Linked DNA regions of Zea mays: region 2 is linked to region 1. The links are chromatin contacts, called in public HiChIP or PLAC-seq maps. All regions are on one chromosome and are shown on one strand. Each heading gives the region's core, a stretch centred on a gene start, on an enhancer-like site or on the middle of the called end of the contact. The rest is flanking DNA. Distances are from core to core; before and after follow the strand shown. Region 1 holds the start of LOC542751 (origin recognition complex subunit 3). Region 2 holds the start of LOC100304392 (Cation/H(+) antiporter 19).

Evidence for each region. HiChIP or PLAC-seq counts read pairs in DNA pulled down with a chosen protein or histone mark.
Region 2: a contact with region 1 is called in an H3K4me3 HiChIP or PLAC-seq map of leaf, with 3 times the contacts expected there. The contact joins the promoter of LOC100304392 here to the promoter of LOC542751 in region 1. A contact is called at or near these places in 2 of 25 Hi-C or Micro-C datasets (ear and tassel) and 1 of 3 datasets of contacts at active chromatin or transcription factors (leaf).

What each region holds. Positions count from the first base shown.
Region 1 is chr1:178,114,009-178,119,805 of Zm-B73-REFERENCE-NAM-5.0, reverse strand. It overlaps LOC542751 (origin recognition complex subunit 3), which reads left to right and starts at 2,782. Exons shown (of 3, transcript NM_001112260.2): 1 at 2,782-3,187; 2 at 3,421-5,731. The coding sequence starts at 3,476. The coding sequence ends at 5,683. LOC100193929 reads left to right here. Exons shown (of 5, transcript NM_001329512.1): 5 at 403-1,335. The coding sequence ends at 1,221.
Region 2 is chr1:178,322,338-178,328,134 of Zm-B73-REFERENCE-NAM-5.0, reverse strand. It overlaps LOC100304392 (Cation/H(+) antiporter 19), which reads right to left and starts at 2,451. Exons shown (of 2, transcript NM_001165828.1): 1 at 2,127-2,451; 2 at 1-1,572. The coding sequence starts at 2,288.

The sequences.
Region 1 (5,797 bases), core at 1,533-4,032:
CAATTTTTTCTTAGATGCAACTTAACAGAACTTATCATTTTCATATGTAACATAAATGTAAAATATGTGACAATGAATGATGATAGTTGGCACTAGTGCACCTTGCCGGCAAAATTGATTGAGTAGACCAACCAGCAATATAAAAAATAAATACAATTAACTTCCATGTTACAACCAATTAAATGCTAATTAAATTTCAATTAGACTGGTTAATCAAGAAAATGGATGATATGATTTTCTCTTCTTATATATCATGCTTTTAAGGCTTTGCTGCTGCTGCTGCTGTTGCATATATGATGCTTTTGCAAAATGTGATGTGGTAACTGATTTAGTGTGCATGGGAAAACTGGAATCGGAATAAAAAAGTTTACATGCTGATCGCTACTTCTAAACTCTCTGCAGATCAAAGAGCTGGAATCACAGCTCCTAGTTGAAAGAAAGATAGCACGGCAGCATGTCGACAACAAGATTGCCCAAGACCATCTGCAGAAGCAGCACGGCATGAAAGAAGAGAACTCGTACTCGAGAAGCCCGATGGCCGAGAGGAACCTCAACTCCACAGCAGAGAAAGCAGCAGCGCCTAAAGACTTGGGGGGCATCTCGAAGCAGATGTTCTCCGACAGCAACACTGACACTTACAGCTTCAAGCAGCTGATGTCACTAGGGGACGAGAAGGAGAACGACCCTGAAGCTGCTGTGCAGCTGCCGCCGACAACGAAGGCCAGGCGAGTGTCACTCTGCAACGGTGGAGCTCACCAGCGGCCGTTGAACCCAGCTTCACGCAGGACGTCCCTCATACCGCTGCCACGGCGCAACTCGCTGCTGCCAATGCCCGTAGCAAAGCCTGCAGCAGCAGCAGCAGCGGTGTTGCCGCTTGACAAGATCACTGAGAACCTGTCCTCGCCCCCGCTGTGCTCTCCTCCGGCTGTATCCAACGACAAGGGCAGCCGGAGTAGGAGGATCAACAGCATACTGCGGCGAAGCCTGCAGAAGAAGGTAGTCATCCGGCCGTCGCTGGCAGCGCAGGCAGGGAAGAAAGCCGCCGGTGCTGCTGCTGCCCGGGGTACTGACAGCGCACGCAGGGCGGCGCGGCGGGTGCCTGTGAGCGACGGCGCTGGCGGGCAAAGGTACAGCAGAACAGGGACAAGGAGCGGGGGTGGAGCAACTTCTGACCAGAACATCGCGGCACCTCTATTGTTAAAGAAGCCTGTGGAGATTTAGGTGTTTATTTTGTACAAAATTTAGGTGTTATTATTTGGTTGGGTTTGTGAGTTCTCGCGTATTGTGAGAGAACTCGACCGTTTGCTGCTGACCCCGATCAGGTCAGGTTTTTACAATGCTTCCAGGGACTTTGTGGGAGGCTGGGAGTGTTCATGTAACGATCTCTTATGCTGATTACTGACACAGTGGACAGTGCTTTCCCGATGCGAGAAGAAAATTTGCAGGGATTTTTTTTCGGGTAGTAGGTGTGCTTCGATGTGAACAATAGAAATGATCCTCTCTGCAAAAACTTGTAGCTCCGGTGACCCTTTTCACAGATTTGCAATGAAATTTAAGTTTTAAATGGGCATATCCTAAGAAAAAAAAGTAAGAGAACACGCATTCGCGTCGTTTTGACGGCAACGTTAGGTGTGTTATTGTCTCGAAGCCACCTGTTTTGAGTCATAAATAATTAATGAGTTTATATAATATTTGATGTATATGTTTCATATATGTGTCTAGATTTATCATAATCCATTTAAATATATATATATAATTTAAAAGCTAAAACAACTACTATTTTAAAATGAAGTGAGTAAAAAACCTTCTCGTCGGTTACCACGAATCGGATCCCGTCGTCCATGTCCTTGGTGTAGGCGATCGTAGACACGTGGTGTTCGAGACATCAGGTAAAGTTGTGTCGGACGCGACGCAAAAACAAGGTTGAGCATGGTCAAGGTTTTGAAGAAGTCTCACAAGAAGCGCTGGTAGGAACCGTGACGGGAGCGATGGCAGCAAGTGATCCCTCGTAGACGATGCCGGTTCGTTTTGGAGGAATGTGTTTTGAGGTTAGAGCCTTTCCAAAAGAACACTACAAAAATCTTTCACAAAATCTTTTATTGGAGGCTGTTGAAAAAAATCCAAAAAACATGTATAAAAATTTCACTCGAATTTTTTTTAAAGGAATTCATTGGCCTAGGGGAGCTTTAATGAGCCACATCAACAACTTCTCCACCATATCCTGTCACGTAGGCTGCTGGATTGCGCGCACTCTATCCAAGAGAGTTTGACTCACGTATAGATGAGCGATCGATTGTCACCTTTGTGGGAAGCCGAAAAAATAAAGAAAAGATGGAGTTTCGACGCAAAAAATGCTCAAATTGGTATACAACATCTCTCGGAATTGCTCTTAGACTAAGGCCAACCGATCTGATCCAATCTGCTAATTTTTTTTTACTCGGCGGCCAGTGTAACGAATAGGTACAAACCATTTTTTGATCCACAATAATCCATAGCCTAGGCACAAACTATGCATGTAACCTAAAATCTGATCTAACCTAAAAAAATCGACCATAAACTAAAAAAACCTGATTCAATTCGAAAAAAACTGATTGACATATCCATGGGAGGCATGTCCCAACCCAATTCAATCCGATACTAAACACGGGTCGTGCAAAAAAAAAAACGTACAAACCGTTCTTGATACGATCCAAACCCTACTCAACCCGACGTCTAGAGCAAGGGAGTGGAGTGCTGGACGTCGCCAACGTGTGGGCCCACTTTTTCATTTTTGGCGTGGCACGAACCTTGACGCGCTCCCTCTCGTACTGGGAAGCGGTCCCTACCAACTGGCGGCGGCGGTTCATACCCTCGCGAAGACCACTAGGGCCGCCGCCGGCGAATCTCAAGTTCTCAACACCTGGCAGAAGCAAATCGGCGTGGCACTCGCCGGGCACCGCTCCCTTCTCCCTCCTCCCACTTCCCAGTTCTCGATCGTCTCAACTCTGCGGGCTGCGGTTCCGCCTCCGCCTCCTGACGACCTCGCCCACACGACCGCTGCCCGCTTCGCTCGTCGCCCACACCGCCGTTCTCTCCCCCGGGTGCCCATAAACCCCCTTCTCCGCGCCATCGTTGGCCCGGCGTAACCATCTCCGCTGCGGGGACGAGGAGGAGCAAGCAAACAGGAAGCAGCCGAGTATCTTGCCAGGTATTTTTTCTCTCTTAATTACCTAGAAATCCCTCAAGTCTTGCAACGTTACTTTTCAAGCATTCAACATCAGCTGGCACTTCGATTTAGGGAGCATGAACCATAATCCGAAATCAATTTCATTGCATCTTTAACCGGGTTGCAAACTGAAGAGAACCAATACTTTCAGATTACAAATGTATGCTCAGTAATTGTTTTAGTTGCGTGTCGCTTATTTCTATCTACATTTACAGTATATTATATGCGTTGAGGTGGCATTGCTGATGAAAGTGAAGACATGAGGCTTGAATGAACCCTAACTGCCCCCGCCAACCGCCGCCGCCGCAGCAGTCACCGACTCCTCCAGTCAAATCAGCCATGTCGCCGCCGCCCTGTGACGCCCTGCCCACCGCTGCCAACAACATCCAGCCATTTCTTGTCCTTCACAAGGCTGCTGCCTCCTCGGTGCCATCTTCCCGGTCTCAGCGCCAGATTCAGACCTCACAGCCATCCTCACCCAACCGCAAATCAGCAAACAGATGTCGTCAACCAGCGGGTGAGGAGTGTGAGGACGAAGGGGATTCGGAGCTATATGAGCAGCTGCGTGCTGAGGCCTTCCACCGAACTTGGTCCAAGATCCAGTCCACCATCGACGAGGTCCTCAGGGCCATCAACCTCAAGCTGTTCGACCAGGTGCTGCAGTGGGCGAAGGAGTCCTTCGCTTCGGCCCATGCCATCACGAAAAAGCACCACACTGAAGTCCAGCAGCCATACCCTCTCCTGACTGATGTGATCTGCAGAAGGATCCCGACGGTATTCGTCCTCACCAAGAATGCAGAGTTTGTTGATGATATCACAACGTTTCATGACCTTGCAGGGCATATGAAGTCCAATGGATGTCACATAGTCAAGCTGTCAGCGGCTGAGTTATCAGCAAAACATGGAGTTGGTGGTTGCTTCAGGAGCCTGTTGGGACAGCTATTATCCGATGTTCCAGATGTTGCTGATGTATCTGCGCTAGCATCATGGTATTGTGAAGCTGAGAACTTTGATCAGCCTATCATTGTCATAATTGATGATTTGGAGCAATGTTCTGGCGATGTGCTTGGAGAGTTTGTGATGATGCTGAGTGAGTGGGTGTTTAAAATTCCAGTCTTCTTTGTAATGGGGATAGCAACTACCCTTGATGCTCCAAAGAAGCTTCTCTCGTCAGAGGCTCTTCAACGATTAGAGCCCTGCAAACTTACCTTGGGGTCTCCCTCAGATAGATTGAATGCACTTGTTGAGGCTGTCCTTGTTAAACCATGCGCTGGATTTTGCATCAGTCATGAAGTCGCACTGTTCGTCAGAAATTACTTTTTTAGGCATGATGGGACAATAACTTCTTTTATTACTGCTCTCAAGCTTGCATGCAGTAAGCACTTCTCCATGGAACCTCTAAGCTTTTTGTGCTTAGGAATGGTGGAGGAAGATTCTGAGGAATTTTGGCATGATAAGCTTGAATCGCTCCCTCAAACAATATGGAAACATGCTTTCGATCTACCCTCAAACAAAAATGCAAGGAATTCTTGCAACATGGTAGAAGGATTGTCTAGGCTGCTGAAATCGCAAAAGGATTGGAGTTCTGTTCTCTTGTGCCTGTATGAAGCTGGAAGGCATGACAAAGTGCAGCTTTTGGATATCTTCTGTGAGGCAGCCAGCCCAGATTGGCAAACTGAAAATGCACCAGATAGTTACCTATTTGCTTCTAAAGTGGCTTTATTAGGAGTAAAGTCAGGGTCTGCTAGAAGATTTATAGCCCAAGTAATGAATACAATAAGGTACTTGCCTACGGAAATTTTGTTACACGTCCTTGAGGTTTGGAGCATCCATTTAAAAGGAATGAGTGAGATCAACGACAGAGTGAAGGAGCTTCGGTCAAAAGGTTGTGGTGCAGATAGTGTTAGGGCCAAAAGGAAATCAACCGCCAATACTGGAAATGGAGTGGTTCTAATAAACGAGGAAGCGGCTGCGCTGTTACAGGATGTTATCAGGAAATATTTGGTACCTGCTGAATGCTTACCTTTCCATGAAATAGTCTGCTTCAAGAATGTTGACATCCTCCGATCTGCGCTGATTGGAAACCCAAGAAGAATGATTCAACTCGATCTTCTGAGGTCACAGAGCCATCTGAAATGCTCTTGTTGCAGTAGGAGTGGTGCTGCCGTGTCAGGATCGTTGCACGACACATCAATCCTGTGCAGTCTAGCCCAAGAGTATGGTGACATGATTAACCTCCATGACTGGTACACGGCCTTTGAAGGGATTATAAAGAGCACAAACTCAAAAGCCAAAGGGAAATCTTGCAGCTCTCCCTCGAAGAAGAAGAAGAAATCAAACCCCACGCCTCTGGAGGGTGATGGCATGATCCAAGCAAGGTTCTGCAGCGCCGTTACTGAGATGCAGGTCACTGGCCTTGTTCGGATGCCGAGCAAGAGAAGGCCCGATCTTGTGCAGAGAATCGCGTTCGGTCCTTAACAGCTCGGTGATTACATGCATGCTATACAGACGAAACGTTTTGTGCACGTAAGGGTTTCCAGTTGTTGAATCGGAGCAAGGTAGATTAGCTGCAAGCTTTGTGCTCTTTGTCTC
Region 2 (5,797 bases), core at 1,202-3,701, 210 kb before region 1:
GTGGTACGCCGAGCCGAGCGACTGGAAGGATCCGTCCTGCTGGAGCGCCTTGTGGTACGGCATGACGACGATGGCTGCCCGCTTGCCGGCGGCGCTGTCGATGACGTCCCGGTGGATGGTGTCCAGGTCCGAGATGGCCGTCATGGCGCGCACCCTCACGGAGCTCAGCTGCTGGAACGCCTCGAACGCCACCACCATCTGCCCCTCCCTGTCGGCGCTGTTGAAGAAGGGCAAGCCGTTGCGGCGGGCGCGCTGGACCATGGTGACCGCCGACGACCGCTCCGAGAGCTCCACCAGGTGCATGGCGTACATGACGAGGCGGCGGCGCCCCGTGCCGCGCGACGCCTCCACGAGGTTGAGCAGCGTCGGGATGCTGCGGCTGGTGTGGAAGCAGGCGAGCACGCGGAGCTCGCCGTCCGCCGCCGCGTCCCCGGGCGCGCAGTCCACGGTGCGGCGCTTGTACGGCACCGACGGGCGCGCGGGCTTGTAGACCGCCATGACGATGGGCGTGGTGATGAAGGTGGTGAAGAGCGCCATGAGCACCATGATGGCGAACGCCTCGTCGTTGAGGACCTTGCGGTCCCGGCCGATGTTGAGCACGACGAGCTCAACGAGCCCCTTGGTGTTCATCAGGAAGCCGAGGGTGACCGCCTCGCGGACGGGGATCTTGACGAGCAGGGCGGTGGCGACCGCGCCGCCGATCTTGCCAATGCACGCGTTGGCGATGACGAGCACGAGCAAGCCCCAGGACTTGGCGCCACTGATGGTGGCGACGTTGGTCTTGAGGCCGCTGGAGACGAAGTAGAGCGGGAGGAAGAGCCCCGAGACGAGGTCCTCCACCTTCTCGATGAGCATGCCGGCGAACGGCCCGTCCTTGGGGACGACCACGCCGACGACGAACCCGCCGAACAGCGCGTGGATGCCGATGACGTCGGTGACGAACCCGGCGGCGAGGACGATGGCGAGGGTCGCGCAGACGTGGAGCTCCTTGATGGGCTCGCCGTCGCGGCACCGGCGAGCCATCCACGCGAGCGCCGGTTTGAGGAGCAAGAAGGCGGCTGCGACAAAGGCGGCGGCGGTTAGCAGGACCCACAGCGAGACGATCGGCGAGCCGGAGCCCGAGAGCGCGATGGCCAGGGCGAGGAGGATCCACGCCATGACGTCGTCGACCGCGGCGGCGGACAGCGCCAGGCGGCCCAGGTCGGTGGTCAGCAGCTTGAGCTCGGTGAGGATGCGCGCGAGCACCGGGAACGCGGTGATGGAGAGCGCGACGCCCATGAACACGAGGAACGGCGCGTGGCGGGCGTCCTTGACGACGGTGGCGCGGAACGCGAAGGACGTGCCGACGCCGAGCGCGAACGGGAGGGCGATGCCCGAGAGGGAGATGGCCAGGGCCTTCCTCCCCGTGCGGCGGATGGCGGCGATGTCGAGCTCCAGCCCCACGAGGAAGAGGAAGAAGAGCAGGCCGAGGTTCGCCAGCGTGTCCAGCACCGTCATGCTCGCCGGCGGGAAGACGGTGTGCAGGAACTTGGTGCTCCGGCCCAGCGCCGACGGGCCCAGCAGGATGCCTCCCTGCATGCATGCACACGCCACGCGAGCAAGCCATCAGTGCCATGTCACTATGTCGTCAGTGGATCACCATGCATTTTTTTTGTTTGTTTGTTTGTGCCGTGCATGTGCATGCATTCAGATCTGCTGCAGGTCATTTCGTACGAAAGAGTAAAGACTACGCGTTGTGTACTCGTTCGAGTCAAAATAAAGTGACGCTATACTGCAGCAATATGACGTGTAGATCAAACTGAAACCCAAGAATCCAACTCGCCATGTATTATTTTGGGGGGAACTAAAACTGATTGTGAGGTTTTCTTTTGTAATTTTTGTTTGCACAAAATTTAATTTCTTGCATATGTATGCCGGCCAAGCCTATAAGAAGGTAGTGTGTGTGCGCGCGCTTGCTTGCTTCGACGGCATGCATGCCGATCTGCCACCAGCACGCACGGCCGTCCACAAGGAGTTGACGGCGGCAAGCTGGTGGCTGCGCATGCACGCACCGCTACAGATATAAAACCCATAGAATGAATTAGAAGCACGAGCAATCAAACTTCGGCAGCGGCGGCGGCGCTTACGATGATCTCGGCGATGACGCGGGGCTGGCGGAGCGGGCGGAGGAGGTAGGCGAGGCCGCGGGTGACGACGAGGACGAGGCAGATCTGCAGGATGATGAGCGGCAGCGCGAAGTCCAGCGGGTTGTCGCCCTGGAACGCCCCGTTCGACGCCACCTTCGCCATGCCGGCCGGCGGGCACACACACGCACGTACGCGCCTCGCCCCTGCTCGATCTCGGCCGTACGGAGACCGTACCACACGCGCTTGGAATGGACCACGCTGACTTTGTCCTCCTGGCTGCTAGCTAGATAGCTAGCTTCTCTTGCTGCTACTTGTTTTTGCTTTGTCCGACGTTGATGGCGATCGAGATCACGGGACCGTACAGGTGTTTATATAACGTACGCACCTAGCTGGCCGGGTGGGTGGTGTGGCCGATGATGGCGATCGACTAGGCACGCAAGACGCAAAGATAAACACGGTTCTCATCCGTACAATCACTAGTATAATATATGTAGTGTAGCGCAGTGTGTCTAAGTCGATCTAATTTCCGAAATCCGAACTAAACCATCCGAACAGTATTAACTTTCGTTTCGTTTAGTATAGTAAACCGCCGTGGGCCAAGCGCATACGATATAGAATAGGTGTTGAAGCATACAAAGATACAGAAAATGTTTTAGATCAGACGATCTTACTCTTCACTACCGGAATCGATCTCGCCTCGAAAACACTCGGCACAGGCTTTGCCGAGTGTCGCACTCGGAAAGAGGGCTTGATGAACAGTACATCGGTAAAGCCTTCTTTGCCGAGTACTTTTTTTCGGACACTCGACACAGACTTTGCCGAGTGCCAGACAGTACTCGGCAAAGAAAAGCCGCCGTCACGGCATTAGAGTGACGGAGACGACGTTTTTGCCGAGTGTATTAGGAGACACTCGACAAATATGTATCTTCTTTGCCGAGTGTCTGCCAACTAACACTCGGCAAAGGATCCGTCAGTGGATCCCTTTGTCAGCTTCTTTGCCAAGTGCTCTCTGTGGCACTCGGCAAAGCGTGTCTCTTTGCCGAGTGTCAGGTCCACGACACTCGGCAAAGAAGCTATACCGGTGCCCAGGTATTGGTACTTTGCCGAGTGTTATGACCCTGACACTCGGCAAAGCACCTCTTTGCCGAGTGTCACACCCGGCAAAGTGACCAGTACACATCTTTTTTATTTGTTTTTCCTATTCTATCCAAACAAACAAAAGATACATCACAGATATCATATATATACATCACAGATATCATCATAAACATAAATATCCAACACTAACATTAATATACAAGTTCTCAACACAAACAGTATCAACACAAGTTCAGAAGTATCAACACATAAGTCTCAAGCTCTGACATAAGTATTCAACATAAGTTTTGTAGTCTAAACACTAAAAACATAACTCTCATTAAGGTGGGCGGTTGGACTGGTGCTGCGTTGGGCTGGGCGAACTATGAGGGTTGTTGGATGCCGCCCCAGATTGGCCCTGCACAGAGAAGAGATTGCATGTGTTATACCAGATGCATTACCAACATCTAACTACAATTTTGATACTCACAGGAGTATGGAACAGAGCAGGGTCAACTGCAGGGAACAATGGAGGTGGCGGAGCGAAACCCTGTGCGGCGCCAAGGCTCTGCATATACTGGAACATCTCCGCCATCCTCTGATGATCTGTCAGGCGAGCCTCTCGCTCCGCCATCATCCTCGCCTCCATCTCTTGACGTTCCCTCCTCTCTTCTTCTAGTTGGGTCTGTAATATTACAAGCCAACGTTATAGTAACTCAAAGAGAAGGTATATAACTGAAGAAAGGACGAGTTATAGAAGCACTAACCTCGAGTTGCTGTATGCGATGCTGTGAGCTGTCGTGCCAAGGTCGTATGGCTGGACTCAAGCCCGTGCTCCTTGCTCGCACCTGAGACAAAATGGGAGTGGAGGACGAGTCGATTGCCCCGTCGGCAATCCAGTACCGCCCATGTCTCTTGCCTCCTCCGACCCTCATGAGCACATCGGGGTCGACCTGCTCGGTGCTCGGATCATATTCTGGGCCATGGACCTCCTGCGCCATGGCGGTGTGAGAGCACCTAGAGGGGGGGGGGTGAATAGGTGATCCTGTGAAACTTCAAAACTTAAGCCACAAAAACTTGTTAAGTGTTAGCACAATTATGGCCAAGTGGCTAGAGAGGAGTCAAAACACAATAACCACAAGAAATCAATCACAGAGATGACACGGTGGTTATCCCGTGGTTCGGCCAAGTACAAAACTTGCCTACTCCACGTTGTGGCGTCCCAACGGACGAGAGTTGCACTCAACTCCTCTCAAGTGATCCAATGATCAACTTGAATACCACGGTGTTTTTGCTTTTCTTTTCTCAATCCCGTTTGCGAGGAATCTCCACAACTTGGAGCCTCTCGCCCTTACAAAAGATGTTCACAGAGAATCACGGAGCAAGGGAGGGATTAGCAACTCACACACGACACAAAGATCACAGCGAATACGCACACACAAGACCCAGACTTGAGCTCAAGAGACTAGCACACTAGAACGGAGCTCAAATCACTAGAATGTTGAACAAGTGCACAAGATTGATGTGTGAGTGATCAAGAGTGCTCAAGGAATGCTTGGTGTTTCTCCTCCATGCGCCTAGGGGTCCCTTTTATAGCCCCAAGGCAGCTAGGAGCCGTTGAGAACACATCTGGAAGGCTATCCTTGCCTTCTGTCGTCGGGCGCACCGGACAGTCCGGTGCACACCGGACACTGTCCGGTGCCCGATTTATTTCCTTAAATGGCGAAGCCGACCGTTGCCGACCGTTGCAGATCTGGCGCACCGGACAGTCCGGTGCACACCGGACAGTCCGGTGCTTCCTTCCGACCGTTGGCTCGGCCACGTGTCGCGCGCCGATCGCGCGGCCGACCGTTGGCCCGGCCGACCGTTGGCTCACCGGACAGTCCGGTGCACACCGGACAGTCCGGTGAATTTTAGCCGAAGTCGCCGGAGACAAACCCGAGAGCGGCTGGTTTGCTCCGCGCTGGTCTGGCGCACCGGACACTGTCCGGTGCACACCGGACAGTCCGGTGCCCCAGCCCGAAGCAGCCTTTGGCTGTACACAGCCACTCTCCACTTCTTCTTCCTGTTTCTAACACTTGGACAATATATTAGTACACAAAACCAATGTACTAAGGCTTAGAAACATACCTTTACTTGTGATTTGCAACTTGTCCATCCATGGGCATAGATTCACATTTAAGCACTTTGTGTTGGCACTCAATCACCAAAATACTTAGAAATGGCCCAAAGGCACATTTCCCTTTCAATCTCCCCCTTTTTGGTGATTTATGCCAACACAACATAAAGCAAGTGGAACAAGTGCAAAACTACTTCAAATAAAAACTTAACTTTGAGTTTTATTCAATTTTGGCATATATGGATCATTCTTTGCCACCGCTTGGTTTGTTTTTGCAAATCAAACTCAAATCTCTATCTCTAAGTCAAACACACATGTTGAAGCATAAAGAGAGTCATTCCAAAGAAATTTGACCACGGATTTCAAAAACTCCCCCTTTTTCCCATAATCAACATTTCTCCCCACAAGAAGCCAACTTTTGACAAAAGAGACAATACAAGAGTTTTGACAAACCAAAAGCTCTATTATACTTTTT